Linked DNA regions of Capra hircus: region 1 is linked to region 2. A link is a contact called in public Hi-C data. All regions are on one chromosome and are shown on one strand. The core of a region is the stretch at or near the end of the contact, and the rest is flanking DNA. Distances in the headings are between cores, read along the strand shown. Region 1 holds the start of SETD1A (histone-lysine N-methyltransferase SETD1A). Region 2 overlaps BCL7C (B-cell CLL/lymphoma 7 protein family member C).

Region 1 (2,700 bases), core at 102-2,601, 110 kb after region 2:
CTCTTAGCCACTTGCCCCCATACAGAATGAGAATGTCAGAAGGATACACGCCCATCCAGTTGCCCCAGAAGGCAACCAATCCTTATTTTACTTTTGTAGAACCTGTTTTATGGTTGGCTTTTTTTTTTTTTTTTTTGAAGCTTTCCCCCATCCTCAGATTTTGATTTCCATGCTCTCGCTTTGGCATTTGGGTAGAGAGGGATTTAGGTGTTTCTCCCCCAAGAATAGGTCCAGCCTTTCCAAGGGAGAGCTTCCCTATTTGGAGGAGGTTCAAATGCCTGCCTCACTGCCCTAGACACACATTCATGCTTCTATAACTGATTCCTACTCTCCTGGTCCAGGGCTGGGGGTGCCGCGTGTCCAGCCTGACTCCCTAGCAAGGATTGGGGTGATAAGGGAGAAGGTCCATTCCATAGCCCTTAGAATACAGAACTATTCTGACACTGAATTTTTGATGCACCTAGTTTTGTATAATAAATTGTGTTTTACACATGTCGCTGTGGCTGTGAATGGAGTAAAGAGGAGGCCTCCTCGGGAACAGGGACTTGTTCTTAAGAGCCAAGTGGAGGCAAGTATCCCTGAGGGCAGGATAGGGGTGGAGCAGAGAAGGTTCCAGGCTTGACTCCCTTCTAGTGCTGACAGGGCCCAGTAGTTTCTGAATGCGGAGACTGAGTTAGGCTAAAGGGTTTTGCAATCTTGTTACTGAGTCCAGGGTCTGTCTCTTCCACTGAGCATGGGAGTGAAAAAGCTGTTTTAAAACTTCACATTCAAAAAACTAAGAGCATGGCATCCAGCCCCATCATTTCATGGCAAACAGAAGGAGGAAAAGTGGAAACAGTGATAGATTTTTATTTCTTTGGGCTCCAAAATCACTGCAGACAGTGACTGCAGCCACGAAATTAAAAGAAACTTGCTCTTTAGAAGGAAAGCTATGACAAACCTAGACAGCATATTAAAAAGTAGAGTCATCATTTTTTCAACAGAGGTCCGTATAGTCAAAGCTATGGTTTTTCCTGTTGCCATGTATGGATGCAAGAGTTGAAGGCTAAGTGCTGAAGAACTGATGCCTTCAAATTGTGGTGCTGAAGATTCCTGAGAATCGCTGAGACTACAAGTAGATCAAATCAGTCAAGCCTAAGGAAATCAACCCTGAATATTTATTTATTGGAAGGACTGATGCTGAAGCTGAAGCTCCAGTTCTTGGCCACCTGATGTGAAGGGCAGTAGAAAAGACCCTGATGCTGGGAAAGATTGAAGGCAAGAGAAGGGGCAGCAGAGTATGAGATGGTTAGATAGCATCACCAACTCAATGGATATAAATTTGAGCAAACTCCAGGAGATAGTGAAGGAGAGGGAAGCATGGCATGCTGGAGTCCATGGAGTTGCAGAGTTGGACAAGACTTAGCAACTGAACAACATTAAGTTTCTTTTAGTGTAAGTTTCTTTCTTGAGTAACTACTACATACTAGGGGCTTCTCATAGGTCATCTTATTTAGCTTATTTAACTGATTTAACAATCACCTCAAGAGACAAGTCTTTATGACTACTATTTCAGAGATAAGGAAGCCTCAACCTAAGAAGGTTGAGGATCTTTCCGAAAGCCACACACCCAGTCAGGGAAAACTTGAACCACCTTTACTATCACAAGGGGAATCTTTCGCTTGAGAAAAGGAGTATCTTTCAACTAGGACCAGAGAAAGAATCTGATTTCATTACCCCTGTTTCCATTGTAAATTTATTTCTTCAGCCTAATTTTCCTTAAATTTGTTAAGGGTCCTAAGCCTCTCCCAGAAGGGTTCTTTTGGTGTTGAGATTTTGGACAAATCGCTTTTCCTGTTCCTTAAAGTGTGAATTTACATGAACCAGGCCTCAGGGGCCTTTCCTGCAGTTTTAATGCCTACAATAGTTCTGCATAACAGTAATTAACATCTATTTTCCGAGGAAGAATCTAAAGCTTTTTGAAGTTAGTGACTTGCCCAAGGTCATACATCAAAAAGTCTGGAACTTAGGGCATCCCCTCAGCTCTGACAGTGCCTGGGAGTGCCATTACCCTGAGACCAAGATACCTGCGTCTAAGCTTACTAAGAAAAAGGGTGCTGAGCATCAGGGCGACCTCAGCCCAAGTCTCAGGTTTAAGCCTGGGCTGGTGCTGCCCTCGAGCGGCGGGACTGCGTAAGGGAGGCGGGGCAGAAGGTTGCACAAAACGGCACAAAACGGTTACTGAAAACGGCGGGCACTGGGACCATGATAATCTGGGAAATCGACCAGCCCACCCTAGTTCACGTACGACCTAATTTATCGTTTTTTACAGGACCGGTTCAAGATCCTTTAGGACCCACCCTTATCGCATAACTTTGATACAGACTAAGATTTAATCACTAATGGCGGGTCAGTACAGGCAAAGTGGGGCACCCTCTGCCGGCCTCAGTGTCCCCCATCTGTCAAATGGGCATCTTAAAAAACTGCCCAAAGAGGATAATGGGAGGAAAACGTTCCTTGCATTACGTGAGGCGCCAAACAGCCTGAGTCACCGTTGTTGGTGGTATTTTTCCATCTCCTGGGCACCCCTCCCAGCCCGCCCGGGTTTCCGAGGGTCCTACAGGAAGCGCCCCGAAGACGCCGGGCTCCGCACGCTGACCACGCCCTCTGTGCGCGGAGCCTTGGCTCCACCCACTAAATAATTCGCAGATTCGCTAGGCC
Region 2 (2,700 bases), core at 7-2,506:
ATGGGATGAAAAACTGGGGAAAGGCCATCTTCCTTGGCCTCCATGAAGGTTCTATCCAGGAGCTGGTCCAGGGGCAGAGCGTCCCTGGTCACCATCCCTCTGAAGGCAGAGGTCTGAGAAGAGGGCACCTCAGGTAGCCAGGGGCTGAGCTTGAAGCACTGGACTTGGCATAAAATTCCTATGATGTCACAAGTTGCATCTCAATCGCTGGTGCAAATGTTCACTTGCATTCCGGTGAGTATCTGCTCACTTTAGAATAAAAAGTGTTTTATATAATCACCAGGAGAAAAATGGATGCTTCACAAGCACATGTCCCGTCAAACCGGCACCCCTCACTCATGTGCCAGCAGAAGCAGCAGAGCCCTCCGTAGGGCTGTGGGGTCAGGCAGGCAGACCTGGGTCTGAATGCTGGTTCCGCCACATTCTGGCTGTGTGACTTTAAGCTGACGCCTTAACCTCTCTGAGACTTAGTTTCTCCTTCTGTAAAATGTAATGAGAACAGCAATGGCCCAGGGATATGGTGAGGATTGAATGAGATCATTCTCAAAAATCGCAAGGCCTGGCACGGGGTAAGCCCTCAATCAACCGGAGACGTCGACATTTCCTAGGACAGGCCCAGCAGTGCAGCGAGTGAGCCGCTCAAAGGCCCTAGGCCTTCTCCAGGTGGGGATTTTCCGGTCCGCTGGGGCTGTGCCAGAAGCGCTGGGCGCTCCCCGGCCGCCCAGGTCGGTTTCTTCGTACCCACAGGGGCCTGCGGGGAGGCTGGCCCCTCGGGGAGGTCTTGCTGCAGGTCGGTCGTCAGGTGAGGGATGAACCCACCCGCTAGCTTGGCCTCCGGGGAGGCCGGAGGGAGGGAGTGGGGAGGGCATGTGGTGCAGGGTCTCCGCGCGCCGCCTCGGGGCAGAGGGGGCGCGTCCCGGGCTGCCCTTTCCCGGGTGGAGGCCCGGCGCCCCGCCCGCACTCTGGCTGCGATGCGTCCTCAGGCGCTCAACGGGGTCAGATTGTGCCCAGAGCTTTTCCCGCACTTGGGGGGCCGTTGATCCTGCTCTGTGCGGGTGTCGGTGGCGGTGGCGAGCCAGACGGGTGCTGTGACCTTAGGTTCGGGGCAGGCTGGGGTCGCGTGCCCCCGATGATCCCACGGTGGCCGTGGAGCTGGGAAGCTCTCTGCGCCCTCGGGGGGGAGCGGGTGGGTGGCTGGATCTTGGGGCGGCCAAGGGAAGCCTCGGGGCCTCGCCTTGCCTGGGGAGCCGGCTCACCTCCCCTTCCCTTGGGGGATCGTCCGGGGTGCCCTCGGGGCCTTGCTTCCTCCCCCGGGAGCTCTGGGCTCCGGCGGCGGCGGCCCCGCGGAACTGGGCCGGGCGTTTGTCCGGAGGCCTCTCCTGGGAAGAAGCCGCCTGAGAGGCTCTGTTTTCAGGCCTTTCTCGTGAAGGGCTCTCCTGGTCACCCTCACTCCCGAATCCTGCAGGGAGGAAAGAAGAATCTGTTGTGTTTTCTCCGCAGCCCACCCGAGACTAGGAAGACCTTCCCTTGGGAGCCCTAAATCGGGCAACTTGCTGGACAGTCTGTAAACGACCCATTTCTGACAGCGGGCAGAGGGTGAGGCCGGGTCCTGTGGGAACTGTTTATAAAATCGGATAGAACCGGGCAGCTCTACACTTATTTGCAGTGTGATTTTAGGCAAGTTACATAACTTTTTACAAAGCCTCAGTTTGTTCAGCAATCAGGTGGGGATAATAGTATGGGAAGTATCTTGGGAGCCACAGGCCTTCAGGAAGGCAGGGCCTAGAACTCCTTCGTTAAACTGGAAAGATCAATATAAACCTGTAAAGGGCAATTCCCTGTTTGTCCAGTGGTTAGCACTCTGCAATTTCACTGCCAAGGGCCTGGGTTCGAGTCCTGGTCAGGAAAGTAAGATTCTATACATATCTCCAAAAGGGAAAAAAAAAATCTCCATATGAAAAGTTTTTTTTAAAAGCATACAAAACAAAGAGAGAGGAAAGAAGAAGATAGAAAGGGAGGGAAGGAGAGAGGGATGGAGGAAAGGAGGGACTGAAAAGCTCCCTGTACATGGTTGCATGCTTAATCGCTCAGTCATATCTGACTCTTCAGGACCCCATGGACAGGCTCCTCTGTCTATGGGATTTTCCAGGCAAGAATACTGGAATGGATTGCCATTCCCTTCTCCAGGGATCTTCTGGCCCAGGGATGGAACCTGGGTCTCCTATACTGCAGGTGGATTCTTTACTGTCTGAGCCACCAGGGAAGCCCTAGAAGCTCCATAAGAAACAGGAAAATCTTTATGGTGAACAGGTGCTGGGGGCAATGAATGGTCAGCTCAGGTTTGCCTCTTTGGAACAGTGTATCCTGGTCCTATGTCTGACCGGAACTTGTAGCCTTAGCTGATTCTGAGACAGTTGCCTTTTTCTTTTGGATCGAGTAGGATTACCCAAACTCCAAGAAGGTGTAAAAATAATAACTGATAGAATTACTGAAACTCTAGAAAGGTATAAAACTGGAACCTCAAGAAGGTGTCAGAATAAGGATAAGACAAAGTTAAATCCATAGTCTTAGCCCTTTTATAACCCGATTTGATGGTGGACTTTTTAGGCAAGTGCCATGTGGGGGTCCTTCTGGACCAGAGATCAAACCCATGACCCCTGCATTGGCTGACAGATTCCTAACCGCTGGACCACCAGGGAA

What was found. A called contact is a pair of places that touch in the nucleus more often than the background predicts.
Region 1: a Hi-C map of blood shows a contact between it and region 2, with 1.9 times the contacts expected there. The contact joins the promoter of SETD1A here to the enhancer-like site in region 2. A contact is called at or near these places in 2 of 5 Hi-C or Micro-C datasets (both in blood).

What each region holds. Positions count from the first base shown.
Region 1 is chr25:26,962,370-26,965,069 of ARS1.2, forward strand. SETD1A (histone-lysine N-methyltransferase SETD1A) reads left to right here and starts at 1,352. Exons shown (of 19, transcript XM_018040024.1): 1 at 1,352-2,700. ORAI3 (protein orai-3) reads left to right here. Exons shown (of 2, transcript XM_005697716.3): 2 at 1-496.
Region 2 is chr25:26,849,770-26,852,469 of ARS1.2, forward strand. BCL7C (B-cell CLL/lymphoma 7 protein family member C) reads right to left here. Exons shown (of 6, transcript XM_018040874.1): 6 at 1-1,459. The coding sequence ends at 1,253. Among named protein-coding and RNA genes, the nearest start is that of BCL7C, 31 kb to the right of the region's middle. Within about 2 kb of position 1,257, at least 1 of the 5 cell types and tissues checked has an H3K27ac peak or open chromatin away from gene starts, as enhancers often do.